Regions from separate parts of the Mus musculus genome. Here all the other regions are linked to region 1. The links are chromatin contacts, called in public Hi-C, HiCAR-type and promoter capture Hi-C maps. All regions are on one chromosome and are shown on one strand. The core of a region is the stretch at or near the end of the contact, and the rest is flanking DNA. Distances in the headings are between cores, read along the strand shown. Region 1 holds the start of Pomp (proteasome maturation protein). Region 2 holds the start of Arpc1a (actin related protein 2/3 complex, subunit 1A). Region 3 holds the start of Arpc1b (actin related protein 2/3 complex, subunit 1B). Region 4 holds the start of Pdap1 (PDGFA associated protein 1). Region 5 holds the start of Cpsf4 (cleavage and polyadenylation specific factor 4). Region 6 holds the start of Atp5j2 (ATP synthase, H+ transporting, mitochondrial F0 complex, subunit F2). Region 7 holds the start of Zfp655 (zinc finger protein 655).

Region 1 (3,007 bases), core at 182-2,681:
GAGTGATGTGAAAGGAACCCGGGTTCTCTGAGAGGAGACAGTCTGGGCATATCAGTGAAGTCATTTACATCATTTTAAAAATGATGTACCCTGAATGTGGGAGGCGCCATCCCATAGGCTGGGGTCCTAGGCTGAGTAACAAGACAAAAACAAGAGGACGACATTCATTTCTCTCTGCTTCTGACTGCAGAACCCAAGTGACCAGCCGCCTCATCCTCCGGCCAGCACAGCTAAGACCTGTTTTGTCTTCTTCTCCTTCGTGCTATGCCATACTCTCATAATGTGAGCAACAGGGCTGGAGAGATGGCTCCGCGGTTAAGAGCATCTGTTGCGTCCCTTTCCCAGCACCCAGAGGGTGGTTCCCAACCATCTACCTATAACTCCAGTCCTATAAGACCCTAAGACTCTTTCGTGTTGGCAAACACCGCTAATGTTGCAAAAGAGTGTGAGGGCACCAGGCACACACCTGATGCACACGCAGACAGTCAAACAAAACGTTTTAGAGGAATCCTTTAAAAATTAATTTTAAAAAGCTTAATGAAAAGCCGGGCGTGGTGGTGCACGCCTTTAATCCCAGCACTTGGGAGGCAGAGGCAGGCGGATTTCTGAGTTCGAGGCCAGCCTAGTCTACAGAGTGAGTTCCAGGACAGCCAGGGCTACACAGAGAAACCCTGTCTCGAATAACAAAAAAAAAAAAAAAAGCTTAATGAAAAGACTTAGGGAGATGACTCATGTACAACATGTAGAACCACGTTATTTGTAATTCTAAGAGCCTGACATACGTTAGCTCTGATGACCCTGACTTAAAATTGTCACCACCACCACCCCCATGTCACCGAAAAGGACTTAGTCCCAGGGAACCTCCCAAGTCTTTGCTGTCTTCCAGTCTGGCCACACTGACCATATCGCCGCCTTCTGCCTCCCGCTTTTAAGTTGCTTATTATGAACGAACCGGTGGCCAGACCTGACTTGGGACTCAGGTTGTGATTGCCCCCCAAGTTCGGAAATATCCACACCCCACAACCCTGGAGCCCGCCTCTGCCTGAGGCTCGGTGCCTAAGCTAGCTTGGTCCTTTCCTTAGGTTCTACACATACCCAGCCTCGGACCTTCGATTTATAAAACCGTAAAGGCCTGTTGTCCCACTTTTGACTCAGCAGAAGGACTTTATGTAAATCACCACCGTGCGTCCTTGGATGGCCCGTGGGAAGTCTGTGCATTTGCACACGCCCATCTAACACCGTCCCGCGAGGCCAGGGCCAGTGCACACCCGAGCTGCGCCCTTGGCCCTCGCTCACCGGGGGACAGCGAGCGTGGGAGCCCCGGCCCAACGCTACTCCCTGCTCCTCCCACGCCCCCTTTCCTTCCTGGCCGGAAGGACGCACTTCCGGCGGATGGGGCGGAGGGGTGGGCGTCTCGGCCCCGGAAACGGAAGTGAGCGGTTTGGCCGGCGGACTCGAGCAGGTTTATAGATCTCACAGAGCTGTTTCAAAGATGGTGAGTGAGCGCGGAGGGCCGCCGTCGCGGCGGGTACTCGTGGTGCGGGCACGATCGCGACTGCCCGGTCCCGGCGGGTGTCTGACGTGGGCGGGACCCGGGCTGCACTCTCTCGGGTGGTCCTGGCTCCGATCGGACGGCGCGGGTCAGTTCCCCGGGCCTCCCAGGCCACAGCGCCCCTTCCCAGCAGTGGAGGCGGATGCACTCCATGCACTGGGCACCTCCGAAAGCCAAGCCTTGTGTGCGTGTTGGGACACGCCACGTGCCTTCTCCCTTAGGGTGACTGCACCCCTACACCCGCCAAGGCGCACGACCGCCCGTTGCATTCGTACAGCTCAGCCTCGGTTTACAAACATCTCTCTGTGTGCCATGTGTCGCTCCCGTTTTGTTCGTATAGTTAGTGCTTGAACTCCCTCGCATCCCCCTCTGGCCTCTCCTCCCCTTCTGGCCTCTCCTCCTGCCCCACTTTCTGTTTCTCTTTGAGCATAGTCCTGAGTCACTATGGCACTCCTCCGCACGCCATCTGCCCACGTCCAGAAAGCTTGGATTGGCAGAGACCGCTAACCAGTGTAAAGGAATGTGAGAAACGCTGAAATATGAATGGTTTTTAGGTCTTCATAGACTTAACTTGTATCTGACACTGAACTAGAACCTTAAGGAGTCCTCATATTTTACAAAAGGACACCGGGACGATAGTAACAGCAATACTAGAGTTCAGAATTTCCCCTTTGTGTGTAGCGAAACTTCTCCTTTGGTGCTTTTCAGTACATCTGTCCCCAGGAGAACACTGTACTGTAGTGGTGTCAGTCAGCATTGGGACAGCTATAATCATAGACAGGGCCAGTCCTGGAAGTCTGTGCTTGACTGGCAGTCACGGAGTAGGTGACTGTCCAGGATAGATTACCTGTTGTCTTCCTGATCCCCGTGGTTTCCTGTGTGAAGAGTGGGGACACCAACAGTACCAGGCCCTTGAATTATAGAGTTGGAGCCCCGAACTCTATTTCTCAGATGTTAATGAGGTCTAGAAGGAGATTGTTAGCGATTTTGTTGGTGAGGTGGTGTGTTTTGGGGAAACCTTGTGCAGAATTGGGGAGACTGGTGAGGCTCAAGCAAGACCCAGTTGGGGCTGCTGACATTCCCCCCCATGCGAGCTGCCAGGTCAAATACACAGGTGAAGTAAGTCTATCAACTAGCTGCTTTCTCAGAATTGTTTGGTCTAGACTAGTAACAGAGACCAGGTCACCTGTATCTAAGCAGTTTGTGCTGTCAGATGTCGGGTGACAGTGACAGTTCCAAAGGAGCTGTTTTTAGCCTTTTGCACTGTTTCAACTAGCTGCATTTATTTTTAATCATAGAAGACAGCTCCTCCCCCTTTCTGTCAGATCCTATGACCTCATGTCTAGGTGTCATGCCGTAATTCCACCTCTGGTATTATATTTGACCTGCCTGTTCCCTGGGGTTCTGTCCTCAGCCTTTTCATTGGGTTAAAACACTACAGCCAATGGGAAGGTT
Region 2 (3,007 bases), core at 266-2,765, 2.8 Mb before region 1:
TGCAACTATAAAAGTTCACCCAAGGCCAGCGAGATGGCTTGGTGGGAAAAGCGCTTGCTGAACAAGTCCGACCACATGAGTTGGATCTCTGGAATCCGTGTAAAGGTGAAAGCAGAGAACTGAGTTCACAGAGCTGACCTCTGACCACCATATGAGTGCTACCCACTCACACAGCACACACACACACTCACACTCACACACACACTCACACACACACTCACACTCACACACACACACACTCACACACACACACACACACACACACACACACACACACACACAGACCGATAATAATTCTAAAGACCATAACGCAACTGTTTTCAAGGTGGGGCAAACACTTAGGGTAAGGAATCCGAGCACTGCTAAGCAATGCTCATGGATATTTGACTCGAAATAGACTATTCCCTTATTTCTGTTAGGGCAGTGTTTACTGTCCACTGGGTCAAATATATAGACCACCACAAGACAAGGACTGGGGTGCCTACCTCTAGTGGAACCTGGGTACTTAACTGGTTGCTTCATAATTTCTACCAGAGCAGGGGCAACAGTCTGACTGGATGTAGCATTCAGGGCAGTTCTTATAAATTGCATCTACATAGAATACACTCTTTCCATGTCACCATTGCGCCTTCTTGTGGTGTCATTGTGGGTGCAGGAACAAGTGGTCCTGATCTAGGAACAGTCAAGGGGACTCTTAGGTAGACTTGAGACTTTCTACTGAGGGTCCAGGACAGGGACAGTCCGCCAGGCAGAAAATAGTCACCAGTTCTGACCCACCCTCTATGAAGGAACACAAACATAGTTTCAAGGGCTGGCAAGATGGCTCAGCTTAAAAGATTGTATTGTTCTCGCTGAGGACCTGAGTTCAGTTCCCAGCACCCACATGGTGTAACTTACAATTCCAGCTCCAAGAGGATCTGTTGCTCTCTTGGCCTCCAGGGGCACCTGAATTCACATGCGTATACCGACACAGACATCCATATAATTCTTTTTTTTTTTTTTTTTTTTGGAGACAGGGTTTCTCTGTGTAGCCCTGACTGTCCTGGAACTCACTCTGTAGTCCAGGCTGGCCTCAAACTCAGAAATCCACCTGCCTCTGTCTCCCAAGTGCTGGGATTAAAGGCGTGCGCCTCCACCGCCCAGCCACATAAATATTTTTATTTTATTTTATTTTATTTTGAATTGTTCTTCAGAACCACAAAGCCTGAGAGATCCTAGCTCAGTAATTTGTAACAAAAAGCACTTGAGAAGCTCCCAACGCTGCACACTTGGGCCATGGTTCAGAAATGTGTGTGTGTTAAAACCTCCTTAAAGAAAGGAGTAGGACGCCCATCCAGTTCCACAAGCACGCCCTAGCGCTGACGAGCGGCTGCCTCACCTGAGCAGCAGCCGCTCTTCAGACAGAACACGCCAACAAAGGCTACGTTCTGCGCCTGCGCCTGCGCCAAGCGCCAGCTGAGAGCGGCCGCTCTGCGCAGGCGCTCCGGTCACTTCCGGGATCTGTCAGCCTCTCCCTCTAGGCCTCCCTCCTCCGTCCGCGCCCGCCGGAGCCAGTTCGCGTCGACTGACCAGAGTCCGCGAATCGTCCGCTCCGGACCTCCAGACCTCCCCAACCTCAGGTAAGGAGCCACAGGGCGGAGAGTCTGGCCCGGGTCGCCTCCATTTTTTTTTTTGTATGTTCTATGGCACGCGGGGGCGGCGGGCCCAGGGCTGTTAGGCGCGGGGTCTGGAGCTGAGGGGCCCGGGATCTCAGCCCTTCGTGGTTACCTCTGAGTCCCTGGTGCCCCCCTCACACACAGACCGAGCGTTTCTGAGCACTTTCCAGCTGCCCTCCATCTCGGATGAGAGAAGGAACAACTCGGCTTCCGACACCCCCATAGTACCATTTGCACCCCTACTGTGAGCATTTACCACAATCTGTAAAATTAGTTTAGACGGGCGGATCTCCCCCCCCATCCCCCGGTGGCTTGTCACGAGTATCTGTTCATCTCGTCAACATCTAGGATGTTGCCTAGAGCAGCCTCCGAACCGTCAGTTATTGGGGAACCCTTCCCAGCAAGAGAAAGCCCATCTTTCCAGTAACCTTAAGATTCCCTAGCTCTAGCCCCCGCCCCCGCAAGTCAGACTTGTACTCTCCTCTGCACCCGTATTCATAGGGTCCTTTATGTAGAACCCTCCGAGTTCCCGTTTGACTCTGCCACTTTGTCAGGTGTCTCTGGGAAGGTTGTTTCTTGGTGCCTCAGTTTCCCCAGCTGCAGTAAGAAGATTCTTAGTCTACTTGGTTTTATGGGTTTCGCGTGGAGTTCGTGTGCTTGAGTTGCTTACAGCAATTCCTAACCCAGAGAAGCTGTTCAAATGATCTGATAATAAATGATAGCCATTACTGGTGCTTCTGAGACTTTCAAGGCATATCTGCCTTCCTTTACTTTCTGCTCTCTTTCCTCCGGAGAAGGACATGAGGACAAGGATTTATTCATGTTCCTGGCCCCGTTCAGATACTGAACACTGTTGGGAACATGGGAGGCACTTAATAAATTGCAGCTTAGAATCTCTGAGTATAAAGCCATCTGTTGTCATGGTGTGTTTCTCTCCTATCTTCTCCTTGCCCAGTTTCTGAAATGACCTAGGTTGGCATCCTATTTTATCAGTTCCCTTAATCTTTTGGTTTCCTAGTAGGCCTTAGGATTTCAGGTCTCTATAAGTTATCAGTCCCGGGTGTTTACCCCATTAGATCAAGTCACTGGCTGTCTCAGGGGTGGGGGTTGGGGGAAGGCTTCTTCAATTCATATGCTGTTCACAGCTGAGAGGACCCATTGGAAATTGCAGACTCCTTTAGAGGATGGGTGGCAGTGTTTTGAATCTAAATTATCTAGTGTTAGGTCAAAATAAGTTCTCTACAGGAAGTGTGGAGATGGTCTGATGAAGCTGGAATTTCTAATGAAGCCTGTCAGAACATTGGTAGGGCGTGGTGACCTGTTGGAGCACAGGTATCGCTGGGCTGGGTAAG
Region 3 (3,007 bases), core at 195-2,694, 2.7 Mb before region 1:
GGCTCCTCTGTGTCTGTGGCAGGAGGATGACTCGTGGAAACCTGAGCTAAATCTTACTGAGCTGGGTGGGTCTGGTGGCACGGGGAACTGAGGCAGGAGAATCACAAGCTCAAGGCCTACGTAACTTCAAGTCCAGCCCCAGAAACTTAAGGAGACTTAAGTGAAGGCTGGGGATGTAGCTCCGTGACTGAGCGTCTGCTGTGTGTGCAGGGCCCTGAGTTTGAATCCCAACACCATTATATATGTATATGTGTGTGTGTGTGTGTGTATACACACACACACATATACATAATCACTGAACATGGGCAGGGTGTTCACTGCAGCAACTGCTCCAAACTTAGAGTATTTTATTACACCAGGCATGATGATGCACTGCTTTAATACCAGAACTCAGAACTTGGAGACACAGACAGAGGCGGATCTCTGAGTTCAAGGGCAGTCTGGCCTACAGAGCTAATTCCAGGGCAATCAGGGCTACACAGAGAAACCCTGGCTCAAAAAAAAAAAAAAAGTATTAATTTATTTACTTACCCTGCGTGTGTGTGTGTGTGTGTGTGTGTGTGTGTGTGTATGTTTACACACTCTAGTTCACTATGGCTGGCATGTGTGTGGAAGTCAGTGCTGGGAGTTCAATTCAGGTCCTTAGGCTGGGCAGCAAGCACCTTTGCCATCTGAGCCATCTTACTGGCCCATTTCTTTGGTTTTTTTGAGGCAGGGTTTCATGTAACCCAGGCTGGCCTTCATCCAGCTCTACAGCCAAGGGTGAACTCGAATCTCATCTCTCTTCCTCCATCTCCCCAGTGCTGGGATGACAGGTGTGGGTTATCACAGGCACCTCTAAGCCAGAATTAGTGATACAGGAGATTGCTGGGAGTCTAGAGAGGAGCTCTCAGAAGGTGGGAGGCACAGCAAAAGGAACTTGAGACGCACCTAACCTGGAAGACCCTTGACCCTGGAGCATCATCACCTGACTGCAAAGCTACTCAGCAACTTGGAGGGAAGTGTGTGGACTTCCGAAGCGAGAAGTCACCTGGAGTGGCAGTGCTCTTCTTCCTGGACGCCAGCGACTCTGCCATCTTTGGGACACAGAGTCTGGGGAACCACGGCTGGGGTGCACCTAGAGTGCGAGGGGCGGGGCAGGAGTCATTAAGTTGCGGGGTGCCTGCGTGTGGCCTCAAAACCTTTGAATTCTTGGTTGCCCGATCTCGGGCTTCCGCCCTCTAAGCGCCCCCCCCCTTCTTCCAGCCTCAGTTTCCCCATTCAGAAAGTAGTTAGGGGCAACAGCGTGCGATCTCCGAACGAATTCTGGGCTGAGCTGGACTTAACTGAGGTCCGGGCGGCTTAGTACCCCGAGGGGTGGGCGGGCCCTGAGATCTGGCCACAGCCGCCCGGGTCCCGCCCCCGGTCCCTGCGGGGCTGTGCCCGAAGGCCCCGCCCCCCGCCCACGAGGAAGTGGCTGCGGCGCTGCGCGGGTCTCAGAGCCGGTTCGGCGCGTCGACTGTCCAGAGTCCGCGGCCGAGGAGACCCGAGGTGAGGGGCGCGGGGTGGTCGCGAGGTGTGTGTGGTGTCTGAGGCCACCTAGAAGTCAGGGGACTCGAGGCGATGTTCGACGGTGAGGGGGATGGGGATGAGAGAGGAGTGGAGAGCCGTGTGCATGGGGGCCTGGTGGGGCTCCCGGCGAGGGTGGGGCTGGCAAGGAGCTAGTGGGGGGCGGCGTTCTGGGGATGCGGGGCGCGGTGGGAAGAATCGCAGAGATTCCCCGCGCACTCGACGCCATCGAGACGGCACAGCCCCAGCCTCGCGCCCCCTCTCCGCTTTCCTGGCCCCGCTTTCGATCCCCGAGACCCGTGTCGCCCCGTTACTTTGGGCGCAGGGCCCCACGCTCAGTCACTTCCCCCTCGGTCCGCAGCCTTCCGGGTTGTTGCGACCGGGAAATGAGCTAGCACCCCTGCCCCGCCTCATCCCCCAGTGACCATACCCGGCAGGGGTCCAGGTTCCTGGTTCCACCCAGCTTGGGCGAGCGGACCCTGGCGGCTCGAGGGGCACCCAGCCAGGCCACCCCGGACAGGGCAGGTCCCGGTGGGGCCCGCAAATAGGCTGGAATCCTGAACTGGGAGCCAGCCCAGGTGCTGGCCATGAAGCTTGTTCCCGCGAGGCAGCTCCAGCCTGGGGCGGTGTGGCTGCTGACGCAGTCGAGCCACCTCGCCTCTCTAGAGCTCAACTTGCCTTGCCTGGAAAATGGGGACCTTCCAGATTTGGAGGCTTAGCTGCCAAATGTGGCTAGTACACTTGGCAGAGTGCCTGCTTGTCTGCTGCTGCAGACCTTATTTCTGCACTCCTTTGAACCTGGCCTTATGAGGTGGGAGGGTGGGGTGGGGTCCGAAGCTGCAGCCCTGCGGGGCGACTTGGAGGGAACAACTTCTTCACGTGGACAATAAAAAAGGAATAGATTTACCACGTGGGCTTCTACTGTAAGAGAATGTGCGGGGCTGGGAGATGGAGCATTGAATAAAAGCACTGACAGGGGTGGAGTTGGGGAGGGGGAATCCTGAGGGTCTGAGTTCGAATACCCCGACACCCATGGGCACTCAAAGACACACAATGAAGCGTGCAAGGCAAAGGTCTGTGTGAATGAAAATTTATTTATTTATTTTGGTTTTTCGAGACAGGGTTTCTCTGTATAGCTCTGGCTGTCCTGGAACTCACTCTGTAGACCAGGCTGGCCTCGAACTCAGAAATCCTCCTGCCTCTGCCTCCCGAGTGCTGGGATTAAAGGTGTACGCTGGTGATTCTTTTTCACTCTGGGTTGTTTTGTTCTTTTAGGCAGGGTCTCCTCCTTTCCCCTGGACTCGGGTTCTCTCTCTCTCTCTCTCTCTCTCTCTCTCTCTCTCTCTTTCCCCCTCCCTCCCTCCTCCTTCCCTCCCCCCAGGCTAGCCTTGAACTCATAGAGCTCTGTCTCCTCAGTGCTGAGATTAAAGGTGAGCACACTTCGGGATCTTTCAAATAA
Region 4 (3,007 bases), core at 216-2,715, 2.7 Mb before region 1:
TGTTTTACTGAGGCTCTTTCAAGATGCTTTAAAAAAATAATTCACAGTATACTGAAAACAGAATTGGTCCTTTGCTCCTGGGGGATTTTTTAAAATAGTTTTTAATCACTGTTTTCTCATGTTAGCCCAAGCAAGGAAACAAGCTTTGTTTATCTGCCTGCAAAGCTTCCCAGAAATCAAGACTAAGTCCATTAGCCATGATTTCATATTCAAGACTGCCGAACTGTAATTCTCAACCTTGGAGTCAGGAGCTGAAAAAAGTTCCTTTGCCTTTTAAAGATGAGACTGTGAAACAAAGACAGTGCTCCTCTAGACGCAGGATAAATCAGCAGAGAACTAGATTTAGACACACTTGGCCCTGTAGAGCCTAATATCTGAATATTGACAGGAAGCAATTTAAGCTTGAAAATCTCCAGGCAGATGTTCCTGTGGGCTCACTGCATTAACTGGCTTAACACGTGAGCTGCCAACATTTACTGAACATCTGTTCTGTGCTGGGAGCTAGCCAGGCCCTTAGAGCGATTTATTCTGCCACCGTAACTCCTGTCCGCCTGTCTCCTACTCATCCAACTAAGCCTTATTAATACCCCTGTAGTTCAGATGAAGAAAACGAACTGGAAAAGTTTTGTTTGAGGCCACAGACTTAAGATGTGATATATCTGGTATTCAAACCCCTGATTCTAAGGGGTGAAACCAATGTACGATGGGAAACACTTGTTTTCTTGGTCTCTACACACAGTAATAGCTGAACATTTAGGGGCTGCGGGGCACTGGGCTGAGTACGTGGGCTACCTAGTTTATGCCTCTCTCATAACAGGAGGAAAATATAATCAATGTCCCCCACCCCAACCCCCTTTTTGGAAACGACAAAACCGGGACACAAAGAAGTTAGGCGACTGGCTCAGAAGCACATCCTTAGTGGCTACGGTGCAAGGAGAGAATCAGAGCCAGGTCCCACATCATCAAGTCAAGGTCTTATTATGAGGCAGGCGTGGCTCCTCAAAAGCTCCACAAAAGCCACATTTTATGCTCGAGGCAGCCAGGCACCGCACCAGCGCGGGACGCGGTGACTCAGTCTCCGGCCAGCCAAATGGGAGGACAAACTTCAGATGCTCCGGAGGCTTGGCCGAGACTCCTGGGTCCTGCTCTCCTCAAGGACAAGGACCCAGCACCCGTGAGTCTCCTCAAAAATCCCCGACGGAGAGGCCCTCAACCACTGTGGTCCTCGGCTTCCCAGGCAGGACAATTGAGCGTCGAGGCCCACGCATGGCTGGGAGGCGACGGGGATGGCCTCCTTCAGCGCGGATCTCTTAGAGGCCCCAGACCCGCGGGCTGAGGGGTCCGCGGCAGCCCGCCTACGGCCGCCACTAGAGAAGCCACGCGAACCACGCGCGCCCACCCCCTCACCTCCTTTAGGCATCTCGGCTCCGGCGGCTGCAGCGGCGGCGGCGGCGCCTCGAACTGACACCGGAACCGGAAACTCCTTGGAATCGACTTCTTCCGCCCGGCTTGGTTCCCTCTCCGCGCGCCACTGACGCCGCCACCGCCGCCACGGCTGCGAGGATCTGGGACCTCACACCGAGGCCGGGCTGTCTTGGGAGGTGCCTGAATTCCTGACCAGAATATGTACTGCCAGGAATCCGCGTTCCCCGGTGTCCCTGTCCGAGGAGACACGTAGCCGTGTGGGCCACCCCTACAGGAAGTGAGAGGAAAAGGGCCGTACGGTTTACGGAATTCTACAAAGGCAGCGCCAGGGACACCTAAGATGACGCAATCTCCGCGCGAGGTGGGCGGGGCCCCGCGAGGGCCTTATTCTGAAGAGTTTGTCGCCGGAGCGGAAGCCGTCAATAAAGAAGCAGCGGCCTTAGGTGCTTGAGTTTCCGGTGAGTGTTTCTCTGCTCGGTTCTCGAGTACCGTATCTTTGGCAATGGTTACGGGCAGGAGAGCTGTGTGAGCTGCTTATGCGGCAGAGGCTGGAGTCTCCGATGACTTGCACAGGGGATGGTAAACTTGGGGCTCGCTCTTTCTCTCTCTGCGTGTGTGTTTTTTTCCCACGTCGTTTTCTCTTCCGGGACCGTTTTCTGTCTAAACACCGCTTTTTTTCTCAGATGCTGCTCTTGAGTTTTCTGCCACTGTCCCTTCCGTAACTTCGCTCTTGTTCACCCCTTTTCCCGCTCTTCTACGTCTGTAAACAGCCCAACACAACACCTCTTTCCTCCTGATCCGATCGCCTCTTCGTTTTACCTCTCCCCGGCCCCGAGAGCCTCTCGGGTTGAGTCCTCCTAGGTCAGGAGAAAGTGATTCTCTAATCAGGCTGTGCGCCCTGGGAAGGGCTCAGAGTCAATCTATCTTTTAACGTAAGCGCTGGAAAAACCAGAGCAAAGACCACTGATGGGGAAGTCAGGAGCCTCTAATCTGTTAGACTCACTGGTTGTCAGCAATGTGACCCTGAGTCCACGTCTTAAGAGTTTTATTCTTAATTTATTAAATTGTTAAGAAGGGGTGTGGGAATAGGGGATTGTAAAGTGTCAGTCACCATACAGTGGATGGGACTAAAGACAGTTTTGAGCAGATGAGTCTGTTATGCTGATAGGTTACTCTTTGCCAGCTAGAAAGCTTTATGCAATCGGAAGAAGAAGAAAACAGCGTTTCTATTTAGATTTTGACTGGCCTGCTTTGTTGTTCTAAAAAGAGAGATTTTTGGCGGCTATTTAACGTGTGTAATCTACTGCTTTTATTCTACAGATGAGACAGAAGACTGCAGAAGAAAAGTGATCTCCCCCAGAGTCACAGAATAGTTGGTAAATCTGGACAAGAACACAGCTTTGTAACTGTGAAGACCAAGAATTTTTTTTATATTACTCTCAATACCCAAAGGTATTGTGCATTCCTTCTTTCCTTCCTTCCTTCTTTCCTTTCTCTGTCTTTCTCTCTTGCCTTCTCTATTTCTCTCTCTCTCCCTCTTACTGTCTGTCTTCCTTCCTCTTTCTTCCTTTCTTTTCTTTAT
Region 5 (3,007 bases), core at 146-2,645, 2.7 Mb before region 1:
ATTCCCAACAACCACATGAAGGCTCACAGCCATCTGTACAACTATAGTGTACTCACATACATTAAATAAATAAATAAATAAACAAACAAATCTTTTTTAAAAAGAGTCAGAAAAGAGAGACAAGTTTACTCAGAGGGTAGGCTCTGAGTTAGGAAGACCTGGCTCTGTGCAGGGTGGGGAGTGGGAGATCAGTCAAACTTACTATCTCAGCTGGGTAGAAAAGAGTCAGAAATTCAGGGTCACCCTCAGCTATAATGTCAACTTCAAGACCAGCCTGGGCTTCATGAGATTGTCTTTAAAAAGTAAGAGTAAGTCGTGATGGGCCATGCCTTTAGGCCCTGCACCAGGGAGACAGAGGCAGGAGAATTTCTATGAGTTCAATGCCAGTCTGGTCTACAACTGTGAGTCCACGCTACTCAGGGCTACCTAGAGATCCCCAGTCTCGACAACAACAACAAGAGGCTCAAGAGGGTCTCAGCAGATAAAGGTGCTTACTGCAGAGCTCGGTGACCTGAGCTTGATTCCTGAACATACTTGGAAGGACTTGTGGTACAAGCTTTTCCCTAATCTGCACTCGAGTGGTGTGGAAGGCACATATATGCACATGCTCCCTCTCACAGAGCTACACCCTCTCACCCTCGCATTCTATTTTTATTAGGCTGTGCTGGGCCTGCTTACTTTGAAGCCCTTTAATAAAAAAACAAAACAAACAAACAACAACAAAAACAAGACATAATAACAGGGAAAAGAGGTATGACGGTATTTTGAGGCTTAGCTCTACTAGGTTGACTCGCTCTCCAGGGTCTCATGTAATGCAGTCTGGTCTTGAGCTTCTGACCCTTCTGCCTCCACTTGCCAGTTAGTGGGATTACAAGTCTGTACTAACACTACCGGCTTATGCGGTGGTGGGGCAAGCACTTTACCAACTGAGCCACACCTCCTGCCCCCTTACCCGACTTTTAAACGTCTGCATTAGAGCTACACCCACAGAGAGACCTGGGACCCTAGGTCGCCCCTTGCTTCCTCTCCCCAGGCCTTTAGATCCTCCGTTTTCGCATCTGAGCTTGGACAAAGTCCCTCAGGTCCAATTTCCACCCGGCTTCCGGGTTTCCTATGAGGGTTGAACAGAAACTCACTCTGAGCGTTCTAAGCGGCGAGCCCCTAGTGAGACGTCCTCAGAGTCGAGGGACCGCGGCTCCAGAGACAGCGTTCCTGCCCTCAGCACAGACTACGGAGATCCCGCGCAGGCGCACTTGCGTCGCCGCCTCTTGTGTAAGATACAGAACCGAAAGAAACAGGCGATCGGTCGGCGGCTAGTCAGGCCTGAAGGAGTGGCCGGACTCTGAGCTCCGTTGGCTGAGTCTGGATGGGAAAAAAGGGCCGGCGCGGGCTCCAGCGCTCCCGGCATCCCTCGCGGGGCGGCGGCTGCGGCGGCGGCGGTGGCGGCAAGCGAGAAGGGGACGGGGAGAGGTAGCGTGAGTTGCGGAGAGCGGCTGAGAGACCTGAGGGGGAGCTGGGCCCGAGGCCGCCGCCGCCGCCATGCAGGAAATAATCGCCAGCGTAGATCACATCAAGTTCGACTTGGAGATCGCCGTGGAGCAGCAGCTCGGGGCGCAGCCGCTGCCCTTCCCCGGCATGGATAGTGAGTGCGGGGCCCGGCGGGTGGGTGGGCGAGTCTGATTCTGACCAGAGGTTACCCCAGCCCTGGGCCCTGGAACCCGGGACCCTCGCCTAGTTCCTCCGCTTCCGTCCTGGGACTTCCCGGTGTCACTTGAACTCGGGGAGACCTTTCCTTGGATCCTTGATCCCCGGGGACTGCTCCGTGGCAATCCTCGGGACAGCAGGACTGTGTCGGTTGTTCGCGTAATTCTCCAGTGAACGCGTGTCATCCTGAAGTGGAACTGCCTTCTCCCATCCTGCTCCAACTTCAGCAAAGTCTTAGAATGTCCCCCATTTCCACCTCTTAGCGTGCTCCTCTCTACTTTCATCAGAACTAGGCGGTAGAAGAGTCTGAGTGTATCTGACTGTCGAAGACTCCAAGTAGACCCTCATATTCCAGGCTTGCTTTAGTCTAGCTCCTGGGAAATCCTTCCCTGTCCTGGAATTGTCCGTTTTCCTCACTACCCCACCTCCGGGTCACCTGTCCCAACTCAGGCCCCCAGCGAACCTTTAGACCGAGCTATATTTACTGTCCCTCTTCATGTGATGAGATGGTTTTCCTGTTCTGGTGGGATATATCTTCCGTTTGGGGGAGCTGCTTCAATTCAGACAGAACTGTCCTCTTTGGCCAGGTCGTCCTTGCACATATGTCTACTCTTTGTTGTTGTTGTTTTTCGAGACAGAGTTTCTCTGTATAGCCCTGGCTGTCCTGAAACTCACTCTATAGATCAGGCTAGCCTTTTAAGCACTAGGTTTTTACTCAATTTGATGGCACTGCCTTGAGACCATGGAACATTTGTGTGGGGCAATAGATCCACAAACCTGTGGAGGCAAGTGTGCACTTGAAGTAAAGATTTGGGTTTCTTTAAAAAACACAGAAATAGCCGGGCAGTGGTGGCGCACGCCTTTAATCATGGCTCTTAGGAGGCAGAGGCAGGTGGATTTCTGAGTTCAAGGCCAGCCTGGTCTACAGAGTGAGTTCCAGGACAGCCAGGACTACACAGAGAAACCCTGTCTTGAAGGGAAAAAAACAAAAACAAACAAACAAAATCCAGAACCCAGAAAACTACAGAAATAGGAATATATTTTTATTTTAATCCCAGATATGGGATCTGGGGCTGCTTCAGATTTTCCATAGCAGCTGACTATGATTTGCCTCATTCCTTAGCAGGAGTGTGATACTGCCAATGGCAGATAGTTTTTGCCATTGTGTGGCATTTGGAATTCGGAGGACTCTTAAGAGGGTATATAAATGCTAGGGCCCCAAGAATGTGGGTTGTTGGTTGGTTGAGAGTTGTTAAGTAGTTGTGCACAAAAAAGGAACAACAAGAAATTAGATACCCTGACA
Region 6 (3,007 bases), core at 307-2,806, 2.7 Mb before region 1:
TCAGGATAGCCACAGCTATTTAGGGAGACCTTGTCTTTAAAAAAAACAAGAAAAAGTGATAGGGGTGGTGGTTGTGGCAGTGGCGGCACACACCTTCAACCCTAGCAATTGGGAAGGCAGAGGCAGGTGGAGTTCAAGTTCAAGGATAGCCAGAGTGGCAGAGAAATCCTGTAGGGGTTGGGATCCAAAACTTCTATTTTTTCAACTTTTTTTTTGGAGAGGAAGGCCCAGGCTGACAATTGTGCTTCTTCAGCCTCTTGAGCAGTGTCATTAATGCTCTTCCCGTTGTCTCTTCTGAAAGCTGTGTTCACTAACCATCTCCTACCATTTTACAGATAAAATAGCTGCTAATGCCCCAGGTGGCAGTGACCTACACCTTTAAGCCCAGTACTGGGGAGACAGAAGCAGGTGGATCCACAGATGAGTTCCATTACAGCTGGAGCTACACAAAGAAATCCTATCTTGCAAAACCAAGTACCAAACCAAATCAAAAAGGCTCAGCTCCTTCACACCCCGTTTTTAGACACCCCCCCCTTCACCTTCCCAGGCTGAGATAAAGAACACTGTAACAAGCTAAGTACAGTAGCATAGGCCTGTAATCCTAGCACTCAGAGATAGACGCTAATACATCACGACTGTGGCAGCAAGTTCATGACCAATCTGGGCTACATGGTGAAACCCTGTCTCAAAAGGAGGAGGTAGACAACTGTGAAATGGCTAGCCTGGCTACTGGAGTTCCTCGGAGTTGTCCTCGAACCTGGACACAAGCTCCAGCATTCCCATGACCATACCTAGACACGTGTGGGACACATAATAACAAAAACAACAATAATGTGTAATCCCAACAGTGCGCAATGAATGTGTGTGGAGATTGACTCGTACGTGTTAAGGGAACATCTGCTTGTCTGTCACAAGGACATTTCTGAAAGGTAATCTCATTTATCATGAGACCCGCCAACCTAGGTCTGAATCCCAGCGAGGCTCTCTCAGGACTGGTGACCTTGAACAGGTCACTTCACCCCAGTAGGCGTATTCAGTCGACACGTATGTAACATAATGTGGTGTCGGGAACCATTCTAGGCATTCGCTGGTCCTGGACCGTAATCTGAAAGCCTCATCTCCAGGGAGGTCCAAGCGCTGCCCAGCGTAAAGGTTCAAGTGACCCTGCCTGTGTCAAGTCGCGCAGGAAGAAAAAGCAGCAGCTTAGTCCTCCGCGGAAGGACAGACAAATGGTTCCGGGCAACGCATGTGCAGGCCCCCAGAAGCCTCTCCGTGCTGACTGGGTCTTCCACCGCCAGGCCAGGCGATGCACAGCAGAAATCCGCTGCAGAGTGGAGGGAGGAGGGCGGGAGCACAGGACCTTATAGTAAGTGTCCAGCGCGCTTCCGGGGAGGCTTCAGTGAAGCCCCGGGTGAAGAGCAAGAGTTCCCGCGGTTCCTTCTCACCCCACTGTGGCCCTGGAGCCTGTGCCCAAATCGGGCTTCCAACCCCAAGGCCAGGAAAGGGCCGAGTACTCACCGAGTGACGCCATCTTGAAGTCCTGGTGTCCGCAGAACTCCAGCCGCGCGCAAAGGCTGCTGGGAAGGGCGCACGCACCCCTGCCGGAGCGGGAAGCAGAGGCTCATGGGAAGTAGATCACCACTTAGGTAGAGCATTTTGAGACCTATCCCAGGCGGAAGCAAAGGACAAAAGAGAAAAGGGACCTTTTGACTTTTTGCCTTCTACTTTTGGATCTCTCATGAGGAATGAGAGGCTTAGGGGTGTGGCTCAGTCCCGGAGTGCTTAAGGCTCTGGTTCCATTCCCAATGCTGAAAAGAAAGAAAAGCAGAGAAGCCTTGAATAGGAACATTTGTTTTAACCCTCCCCAGTCCCTTTTACTTGCTATTCACTGCTCTGACCCCCAAATCCCTCTGAAGTTCCACTCCACATGCTTAAGTGGTTTCCATGATGATTGCAAACACGCCTCCACAGCTGACACCTGCTTAAATGGGTATTTTCTAAAGCTCGTAAAGGTAGTTTTTTTGACCCAAAATCAGAAGTATTAGATTTAAGCCATGTTAGCGCCAAAGTCAGACTACTATATAGCTACAGGCATTATCTTGCCATTAATTCCCAAATTTGGGCCTGAAATACAGCAAGACTGTATGCAATAACAGAGTTAGTCTAGCCTGGAAATCAGTATATGTTTTGGGTTGGCCTGAAACTTTTAGCAGTGACAACTCATGTATGGGAATTATATGTGTGCACTGCCTGTATAAACTGACATAACCACTCCATGGTATAATTAAGGTGAAGGTTTTTAAAATTATTTTTATGTACATGGGTGTTTTGCCTACATATATGTCTGTGTACCACATGCATGCAGGGCCCACTGAAGTCAAAAGAGGTCATTGGATCCCCTGGAGCTGAAGTTAGAAAGACAGTAGTGAATTCCTATGTGATTTGTGGTAATGAAACCTGGGTCCTCTGAAAGAGCAGATAGTGCTCTTAACAGATGAGCCATCTCTCCAGCCCCCATAAGGAAAGGGGATTTTTTTTTAAAGATTTATTTATTTATTATACGTAAGTACACTGTAGCTGTCTTCAGATGCGCCAGAAGAGGGCGTCAGATCTCATTACATGTGGTTGTGAGCCACCATGTGGTTGCTGGGATTTGAACTCAGGACTTTTGGAAGAGTAGTCGGTGCTCTTAACCACTGAGTCATCTCTCCAGCCCCCAGGAGAGGGGATGTTTATTGTAAATATGAGTGAGAGGGAACAGCCAGAGGCATCTGGAAGAGCAGAGAGAAGTAGACTTAACATGGGCATCTGACTGGACATGGTCAGAGCAATCTAAGAGTGAGAGCATGGGGTAGGGTGGGAGTGAGAATAGCAGGCTTATAAGAATGATTCGCTGGAGGGGTGGGGGGAGTCCAGGAGCTAAAGGGAGAAGCATAGAGAAGATGAAAAGAGCCAGAATGCTATAACATGGCCTTTGCTGTGTGTAATGGGTATTTGTGATATTGAG
Region 7 (3,007 bases), core at 336-2,835, 2.6 Mb before region 1:
AATTTTGGGGTCTGGTGAGATGGCTCAGTGGTTAAGAGCACTGACTGCCCTTCCAGAGGTCCTGAGTTCAAATCCGAGGAACCACATGGTGGTTTATAGTCATCTGTAATGAGATCTGACACCCTCTTCCGCTGTGTCTGAAGACAGCTACAGTATACTCATATACATAAAATAAATAAATCCTCAAAAAATTTTTTTTTGATCAGGGTGTATGTAGCCCCGGATAGTGTAGAACTCACTATGTAGACTAGTCTGGGAACTCACAGAGATCCACCTGTCAGGTATAGACCACCACATAGGCTACCACACCTGTTGTGGGCAGTTTTTTTTTCCCTTAAGATTTATTTTTATTTTGTGTGTGTATGTGTGTGCATATGTGTGCACTGTGCCAAATGTGTGACAGGAGCCCAAGAGAGACCATCCAACCCTCTGGATTTGGAGTTACACTGGTTGTGAGCCACCGTGGGAACTAGGAACTGAGCTCCGGTCCTTTGCAAGAACAGTTAGGGCTTTTACTTGGTAAGCCATTTCTCCAAGCCAAATAATTTTTTATATGTGTATCCTTTGCCTGCATGCATATATGTTCACCTGGGGTGGTCAGCGTCTCCCATGGTCAGAGGGCATTAGATCCACCTCTAGAACCTAGTGACAGGGTTGTTAGCCACAGTTTGAGTTCTGGGAACTTAGCGAACCTTTGTACTCTGGAAGTGCAACAGTGCTCTTCAACACTGAGCCACGTCTTCAGCCCTTGGGCAGTATTTTAAAATATTTGATTTATGTAGCAGTTGTTCCTAATACTAGATAATTATAAGATTGTAAATTACAAGATTCTGAGCTTCACTAATTTCCAGGGGAACAAAATTATGGGAGTCTTGGCTTTGCATCTACTATTGCAAAAATAGTTGAGATAATCAAGCTTGAGGAGAGATTTTTGTGTCACAGTTTCAAACAGTTCTCAGTTAAACTTGCTCCCTTTGTGTCTACAGTGAAGCTGCACACAGCGAAGAACTCCTGTTGGAAGAAGTTGCTCACCTCATGGTAGGCAAAGAATCAAACATGAAGGAAAGGGTGGGACTCAAAGTAGGGCCTGACAGGAAAATCTTGGTGACCTTGGGCGAATCCTCTTGGGGAAAACGTTTGTCCCTTCCAGGCAGGGCAACACCTAGTATGTCCCTTTCTGTGGGCAATTTGGGGTCAGGCACTTCCTAGGAGAAATAAAGCCGGACCAAACCAGTATTAGACACGAGGGTGGTATTTCATCTTCTGCTTAGGAATCCTCCTGCACGCTCTTGCGGCCCGGGAGGAGTCGGGAGTTCTTTCCCAACCTCTGTCGCCCTCCTGGTGTAAGATGCGCCCTAATCAGCAGGGAGGGCTGTGCGACCTCGAGAAAGCGAAGCACAACAGCAACTAAGGCCTTATCTAGCGATGCTGCGGACCCCACCCACGAGACCGCATCCCGTGTCCGTCAGCTGACAGCTCGACCCGGGACACCCTCACCCCTGCTCTTCATCCGGGAACCTCACCCGGGACCGCCCTCCCGTGGACTTCCGTCGCCGGAAGTGACGTAAGGCGTCAGCCTTCTGGCAGTCGAGAGAGTGGCCCCGGACAGGCTGGTGCAGCTGAGCGAGGAGCGCCTCCGTGACGGGACAGTCTCCAGGCCCGCCTCTCCACCTGGGTGAGTCCCGGGGAACCGTTGTCGCGTCGCCGTGGGAGCGACCGCTTGTTTGGCCCGCGGGGCGGACGCGCAGGAGGCGCCGCGTGCGGGCTGACGGCTGTTCCCGGAGCTGGGGCGCGCGGAAGGCCGGGCTCGCGGCCCTGTTTTCCCCTCTTCCCGGGTTCGTCGCGGAGCCCGGGGAGCCGGGGTGGCCCCGTGGTGCGAACCCAGTGGCCGGGCCCGGGTGGCAGCTCGGTCTTGTGGCCCGCTTCGCCCTCTGGGGACCGAACCTTTGCCCAAGAGAGAGGTAGGCGGAGGGTGGCTCTGGGCGAGGCCTGCGGACGGGCCGGGAGCCTGGCGGAGGGCGGTGGACGGTGGACGGTGGACGGAACCCGGGCTCGTCCTTGGATCTGAAGGACACCAGGCTCCTCGCAGCCCTCCCTCGTGCTGCGCGCAGGTGGCTCGACCAGCCTGCCCTAAGGGTCTGTCTCCTAAGTGAGTTGTATCATTATTCATCGGGGCCCATTGAGTAATGCAGAACGGCCTTACCGCTTACCACATGATTCCTAAGGGGCCTGCTTTTGAGAAAAACAATGAGTAATCTTATCTGGCGTGTTTCACTGGGTCTCAGCTTGAGCCTCTAAATTACTTAGGACGCTCCATGGAAAGGTTTACGCAGTTGTACTGTGTTGAAAAAAATTCTTTTAATGGTAGCTATTTTGTTGTTGTTGTTGTTGTTGTTGTTTTGGTTTGGGTTTTTAAAAGACAGCTTTGAGGCTAACCTTGAACTTCTGAACCTCCTGTCTAAATCTTCCGAGAGCTGGGATTACACGCCCAGCGATACACACACACACACACACACACACACACATATATTTTAAACCACAGATTTGGGATTGTTCAGTAGAGTCTGAGTAATATCGAATTCTTACACCTTCCTGTTTGGGTTTTAAGTTTTGAAACCGAATGGTACTCATGTTTGTTTTTTTGTGAAGGGGGAGGTTGTTATGGATTGAAGGTAGGGCCTTGTGCATACTAGGAAGTACTCTACCCTTAAATTACAGGCATCTCCTGCTTCTGTGTTTTTCTTTTTGTTTATTTTGGTAACTTTTTAGGTTTTAAACCCTTCTTGGGCCCTAATTACCATGCACTTTACTTAATTACATTTAGAGAAACTTAAGTCTGTGGACTGTGACAACTAAAATCTAGTGGGGCTGGGTTTCTAGACAGGGTTTCTTTCTGAGGCACTGGCTGTCTTGGAATGTAGATCAGGTTAGCTCCAAACTCGTGTCTACCTGCTTCTGCCTCACCAGTGCTGGAATTAAAGGCTTGTACTACCACCTTCAGGCTGGT

What was found. Promoter capture Hi-C pulls out the DNA fragments that hold promoters and counts their contacts. A called contact is a pair of places that touch in the nucleus more often than the background predicts. HiCAR-type assays count read pairs that join an accessible place to other places.
Region 2: a promoter capture Hi-C map of pre-B cells shows a contact between it and region 1, with 4 times the contacts expected there. The contact joins the promoter of Arpc1a here to the promoter of Pomp in region 1. A contact is called at or near these places in 2 of 39 promoter capture datasets (liver and pre-B cells).
Region 3: a contact with region 1 is called in a Hi-C map of B cells, with 5 read pairs. The contact joins the promoter of Arpc1b here to the promoter of Pomp in region 1. A contact is called at or near these places in 1 of 39 promoter capture datasets (pre-B cells) and 1 of 484 Hi-C or Micro-C datasets (B cells).
Region 4: a promoter capture Hi-C map of pre-B cells shows a contact between it and region 1. The contact joins the promoter of Pdap1 here to the promoter of Pomp in region 1. A contact is called at or near these places in 2 of 39 promoter capture datasets (liver and pre-B cells).
Region 5: a promoter capture Hi-C map of pre-B cells shows a contact between it and region 1. The contact joins the promoter of Cpsf4 here to the promoter of Pomp in region 1. A contact is called at or near these places in 2 of 39 promoter capture datasets (liver and pre-B cells).
Region 6: a HiCAR-type map of astrocytes shows a contact between it and region 1, with 5 times the contacts expected there. The contact joins the promoter of Atp5j2 here to the promoter of Pomp in region 1. A contact is called at or near these places in 2 of 115 datasets of contacts at active chromatin or transcription factors (astrocytes and large pre-B cells).
Region 7: a contact with region 1 is called in a promoter capture Hi-C map of pre-B cells. The contact joins the promoter of Zfp655 here to the promoter of Pomp in region 1. A contact is called at or near these places in 3 of 39 promoter capture datasets (the C10 cell line, liver and pre-B cells).

What each region holds. Positions count from the first base shown.
Region 1 is chr5:147,859,197-147,862,203 of GRCm38.p6, forward strand. Pomp (proteasome maturation protein) reads left to right here and starts at 1,432. Exons shown (of 6, transcript NM_025624.3): 1 at 1,432-1,495. The coding sequence starts at 1,493.
Region 2 is chr5:145,082,354-145,085,360 of GRCm38.p6, forward strand. Arpc1a (actin related protein 2/3 complex, subunit 1A) reads left to right here and starts at 1,516. Exons shown (of 10, transcript NM_019767.2): 1 at 1,516-1,619.
Region 3 is chr5:145,112,812-145,115,818 of GRCm38.p6, forward strand. It overlaps Arpc1b (actin related protein 2/3 complex, subunit 1B), which reads left to right and starts at 1,445. Exons shown (of 10, transcript NM_023142.2): 1 at 1,445-1,530.
Region 4 is chr5:145,138,560-145,141,566 of GRCm38.p6, forward strand. It overlaps Pdap1 (PDGFA associated protein 1), which reads right to left and starts at 1,466. Exons shown (of 6, transcript NM_001033313.4): 1 at 1,408-1,466. The coding sequence starts at 1,420. Bud31 (BUD31 homolog) reads left to right here and starts at 1,817. Exons shown (of 6, transcript NM_001310771.1): 1 at 1,817-1,883; 2 at 2,746-2,877.
Region 5 is chr5:145,165,818-145,168,824 of GRCm38.p6, forward strand. It overlaps Cpsf4 (cleavage and polyadenylation specific factor 4), which reads left to right and starts at 1,396. Exons shown (of 8, transcript NM_001291248.1): 1 at 1,396-1,642. The coding sequence starts at 1,540. It overlaps Ptcd1 (pentatricopeptide repeat domain 1), which reads right to left and starts at 1,287. Exons shown (of 9, transcript NM_133735.2): 1 at 1,137-1,287.
Region 6 is chr5:145,189,985-145,192,991 of GRCm38.p6, forward strand. Atp5j2 (ATP synthase, H+ transporting, mitochondrial F0 complex, subunit F2) reads right to left here and starts at 1,557. Exons shown (of 4, transcript NM_020582.3): 1 at 1,519-1,557. The coding sequence starts at 1,531.
Region 7 is chr5:145,230,157-145,233,163 of GRCm38.p6, forward strand. It overlaps Zfp655 (zinc finger protein 655), which reads left to right and starts at 1,586. Exons shown (of 4, transcript NM_028298.4): 1 at 1,586-1,675. It also overlaps Gm6287.